Linked DNA regions of Xenopus laevis: region 1 is linked to region 2. Evidence: chromatin contacts called from public Hi-C data. All regions are on one chromosome and are shown on one strand. The core of a region is the stretch at or near the end of the contact, and the rest is flanking DNA. Distances in the headings are between cores, read along the strand shown.

Region 1 (2,700 bases), core at 32-2,531, 100 kb after region 2:
AACTCAAACTCTGTATATAGATACCACCATGTCAGTATAGACAATATCCTCTATTAGTAATCCATGTAACCAAATAAATTACTACAAAGTGGTGAAATCACCATGTGAAGGACACGTGAAGGTCCATGTGCTCATGCCCCAGAACTTACATCTTAAGGAGAAGATATCCAAATATCTGGTTAAAATGCCCCTTACAAAACAATGCAAAAATGTTGTAGAGTTACAGTAAGTGGGACTTAATTATTAAGATTGCTCCATACTAGAACCTATAAGTGTGATATTCATGTAAAGTATGTTACACAATTCATTAACACAGGTATGCATTTTCAGTTACAAAAAAACCATTAGATACGGGTTGGTTTAGCAGTGACCTGACCTGTGCAGAAATTTACTGGAGGACAAGTCTATTCTGTAGTTTATCTTTCTATTTGGAGGGCTGGTAGATGATTTATCTTACTTTGTACGTGTTCCAGTCAAATGCCTGCATATTGCTCAGGTTACATGGATGGAGTTCTGCTTGTAAAAAATGTCAGGTTAATTGAAATTACTGTTTGTTGCAGTGTGAGAAGCCACATCCCTAACTGCAAGGTCCAGCTTTATGTATCATAATGCTTTTTATACATAACACTGTCACACATGCCATTTAGTGAGAATAAGTGCTCAGTTCATGTGCTACACATATTTTTACTAATGCAAATGACTGTTTACTTGCTTAACGCCAAATAGCCATCCTGGGGCTTTACAAAACAACTTGATAAATTTCTGAAGTTACAGAGAACATCTAGTCACGTTGCCTAGCAAACCCTGTAGGGGTCACTGCTGAACTTCAAGCTAAAACACAGATATAGAAACAATTTCCATATGTCATAGAGGCTGTAATTAGAGTTCAATGTTACAAAGAAAAATAGACTTTATTGCAATTAAAGGGCTAAAGCCAAGTCAACATGTTAAATAGATGCTGATTTGAAGTGACAGAGAAATTAAGATAGAACCTACAGTAAAAGACTCTTCTGTTAAATTCCATTCTGTTGTCATAGAAAAGTATCCTACCCATCCAATAATTCTACATGCATATCCAACAAACTTAACTCAACAAACTCAGCTTTCGCTCAGCTCCCTTCTCATTATTGTAAAGGGAACCATGTTACTGATTGTTGGCTTTGCTTTAGCTCTAACCTCACATTCTGTTGGGTAGAGCTACTGTATCTACAAATGTTTATGGAGTATATAGATGCCAGTCAAGTTCTTTGTGAACCAGTAGCGTCACTAGAGGGGGGCGGGCCCTGGTGCGTGACGCACAGCCGGGCCCGCCCCCCTCCGTACGGCCGCATTTTCAGAGGCGCACGGGCTGCCGGGGGGCCCTGCCTCCCTGGTTCCCCCGGTAGTTCCGCCACTGTTGTGAACACCCAATTCCCCTTTTGCAACTTAAGGTGAATTAAAACATAATTTTAGGGGTGGGAAATTCCTGTTCACTATAAACAGCTTCCTGGTCCCATTTAGAAGCTTTGGAGACCAAATTCCCCACATTGTCTGTATTTAGCACATATTCCTGACTGTTTTAGTGTTACCTCTATCCTCATCATCTCTTCTGAATTTAGGCATTATGTATTATGTATTAGGCATTATATATCATCCCTTATCCCTGCACAAAGAAAAGTCTTGAATGACAATGGTCATACTCTTATTAGTAGGGATGCACTGAATCCAGGATTCGGTTCGGGATTCGGCCTTTTTCAGCAGGATTCGGAATCGGCCGAATCCTTCTGCCAGGCCGAACCGAATCCGAATCCTAATTTGCATATGCAAATTAGAGGTGGGGAGGGAAATCACGTGACTTTTCGTCACAAAACAAGTAAAAAAAAATTTCCCTTCCCACCCCTTACTTGCTTATGCAAATTAGGGTTCGGCTTCGGTTCGGTATTCGGCCGAATCTTTCACAAAGGATTTGGGGTTTGGCCGAATCCAAAATAGTGGATTTGGTGCATCTCTACTTATTAGTTGTATTGGACTTTTCTCTTCATTGGTCCAACTAATAAATGAGATGTACAAGGTTAGACCTATTATGTTAAGTCTGTAAAAGACAGATGCTAAAACATTCCAAAGACACTTGGGGGCATATTTACTAAAGAGCGACTTGTGTTTTTCTGACAAATTTCCGCTAAAAAGACAATTTGCAATGACATCACCTATTTACTGAAAGATGAGCGACACACTTCGCTAGAGAACTACCTTGTCGCTGGCAAACTTTCGTCAGGCAAATTATTGCTTAGGCGAACGATCACAAGTTCACTAATTTATCAAAATTTCAATTCGCTACCCTTTTCACCAAAATCTATTTTGCCAGGTTCTGACTGGCAAATTAATACAATGAAGTTATTATATCCTCAACATTATTATGTCAGTGACATCATATCCCGTATTCCAAAAAAGTCATGAGCAAAAGTCAAAAACGCTGGGGATTTGTCATATTTAAAGTGGGATCATGTTTACAAGTTGTAACTGTTAAAAATATTGTATTTACACTTTTTTTTTACATTTGAAACTCATGACACATTTGTTTTAGGAGGGCTCATGGCCTGGGATAATGGAGGCTCTCTGTCTTTCTGTTTTTATTTTTAATAAAAAGTGGACACTTCCAGCAAGTTCAACAACATCACTAATATATACAGACATTTGACCTTTATATACTCACTGAATTTA
Region 2 (2,700 bases), core at 113-2,612:
TTTCTGTTTTTCATGTACAAATCGTAGCCACATTTTGCCTTTAGCTGCCATTCAGCCTTAGAGCAAGGAACAACTTGCTTGCTCACTAGAGCTTCTAAGTTAAGGGTAAGTGCAACATGGTCTTACTATTCAGTCACACGGTTTGCTGGGGGATTTTTAATTAACTACAGAATGCTAATAGGCAGTGTGTGACTCTGATGTTGAATGGGTGGACTTGACGTTGCATGTGAGCTTACATATTATTGCCAGGGTGTGGTATTAACACATTCATTTTATGCCTCCAGCATTGTTTTATTGTTTGTATTGGATCACCTTGTCATTAACTTGTGTAATGCTAACTTTGCTAACAAACCAAAAAGAAGTTAATGTCCAGCTAGTGCTTAGTGCATGAGTTACATGTCATTCAAACACCCCAGGCTAGGGCCTTCGCTAAATGGAAGATTTCAGGAACAAAGTAGTGTAACTACAACTCTCAGGCTAATGTGCAACAACAATAATAAAAATGGGCACCAGGACTGTTCTTAAAGTATAACAAAATAACTTATTTGTCAGAGACAAATGACCCACAGGTTTTACTTACAGTGGTACAGAGGCATTTGGCAATATCCATGTACACCTACACTGCACAGCTCACACAGAACTGGAAGGCTCACAAAGAGCTCATAGATAGAGGCAGAATATAGAGAGGCATAGAACTCACACAGAGCTTCAGAGGTAGAGGCAGGTGCATTTTCCTGAGGATTTAGTCAAGGCAGTGCAGCACCTCCAGGCAGAAATACCACACACGTGGTCTGGATCCCACCCAGTGGAGTGGTCAGGGAAGAGAACCTAAAGCCTGACATCCTATCCACTGTGTCCCATCACTGTAGGCAAATTTTATGGCCTGGGAAGCTACTCCCTGCTACACCTCTTTGGTGGAGCACAAAGCTGCTCTTACCTCTCTGCCTTACTCTCCTACAGAGTCTATAACATTATATTCCTGCCACTTACTAGCCTCATTCACGAGGACCCTACTCCCCGACTTATCTCTCAAGAGCACATGGCTTTTCTGGGCCTTGCTGCATCCAGGCTCCCAGGGCACACCCAGCTGGGTCAGCATGCAGCAGCCAAAGAGGAAGATCCACCCCATCTCACTCACTATACCAGAGTGTGACAGGATGTGGTCACAGCGCCAATAGCATATCTGTGCAAATTATCTCTAACAACCGGAGCTTCCCCCCAGCAACTAGGGAGATCAGGAAGTAAAAGGAATTAAAGCTGTAGGGGCACATTAACCCTGTGGGTCCCTACACGTGTATGGTTTTGCATTGTTATAGAAATGTTCTTCTTAGGCCACCATACCCTTCCCATGTGACCCCGTGTAATACCAGGAAATGATCACTCTAGCTGCCATCTTTACACTGTACACAGTTAGTACATCACCATCCATAGCAATCCTACCCCATCCAGCCTGGTGGTAGCATCGTTGGTAGGTATTACTTTATCCCAAGCCTGATCTATAAAGCAAGTACATAATCAAGCACTGTCATTTTCTAGTTTTACACCTTTCCCTTTGTTAATAAAACTGAATCTCAATAACCCGTGTCAATGGATTAACGAAGTTAGGAGTTTAGCTGCATGTCAAGCTACACAATACCCCAGGGTAACACGTAGTGAGGACAGAACAATTTTTGTAACAATTATTTTCAAAGTCAAACTGTGCACAGTAGTAACGTGATCCTGTGATAGACAGAAATTTTGCAGCCTAACTAAACTCTCCGCCCAGATTACATCACATCAGGAAGCATCTGCAGGAACATCTACACGCACAGCAGCTATCAACAACACCAGCATTGACAACAGCATTGATATTATTTATAAACGTGAATTCAGAGGAGCTGACTGAGTTAGCAACCAGAAATCATCAATATGGGTAAGACTATGATCTCTACCTCTTTTATTCCACCTCAATAAATGTCCCAAATCTCAGATAATTTCTATTTAAATCATTGTTATACCTTTCTGGAGCTCTTATTGTGTTATTTATAGCAAGAAAATGTAAAGATGTCTATTACCCTAGTATCAAGTCCAGCTTCAAGTGTTTTTATGGTGCCAATACATGTGGTGATATAAAGCTGAAGACCACAATCGCACATGAGAGGTGTCTATGCCAATAACATTACTGTTGCTTCTAGCTCCACCTTGTCCTCGTGTACATGCAAGGAAAACATGGTAATGACTTCCTCGTGAGGCGACTTTGGAAAACGAAGCGTTGCAAGTGCCATCCCGACGACGGTTTGCATTCTAGCTGGCGGGAAGGCAGTTCAGGGAGATTAGTCGCCCGAAGAAGAAGCCATTTGTCACTGGGTGACTAATCTCCCAGTTTTAAATATATTCTACTAGTAACCTCTATATATTTGCGAAATGTAAACCCAAATACCTGTATTTACATTATCTGTCAGATCATCCAAACAGTCTTAAAGGAGTGATTCGCCTTTCAGTTAACTTTTAGTATGTTATAGAATGGCTAATTTTTATCAACTTTTTAATTGCCCTTTATTTTTTATAGTTTTTGAATTATATGTCTTTTTCTTCTGACTCTTACCGGCTTCCAAATGGGGGTCACTGACCCCATCTAAAAAAACAATGCTCTGTAAGGCTACAAATATAATGTTAATGCTACTTTTCATTACTCATCTTTATATTCAGGCCACTCCTATT

Evidence for each region. A called contact is a pair of places that touch in the nucleus more often than the background predicts.
Region 1: a contact with region 2 is called in a Hi-C map of the XTC cell line, with 2.3 times the contacts expected there. The contact joins the enhancer-like site here to the promoter of LOC108699562 in region 2. A contact is called at or near these places in 2 of 4 Hi-C or Micro-C datasets (the XL177 cell line and the XTC cell line).

Annotation. Positions count from the first base shown.
Region 1 is chr8L:110,580,825-110,583,524 of Xenopus_laevis_v10.1, forward strand. No RefSeq gene overlaps it. Among protein-coding and RNA genes, the nearest start is that of LOC108699281, 66 kb to the left of the region's middle. Within about 2 kb of position 1,282, at least 1 of the 7 cell types and tissues checked has an H3K27ac peak or open chromatin away from gene starts, as enhancers often do.
Region 2 is chr8L:110,480,197-110,482,896 of Xenopus_laevis_v10.1, forward strand. LOC108699562 (lysozyme g) reads left to right here and starts at 1,363. Exons shown (of 6, transcript XM_018231648.2): 1 at 1,363-1,468; 2 at 1,766-1,912. The coding sequence starts at 1,909.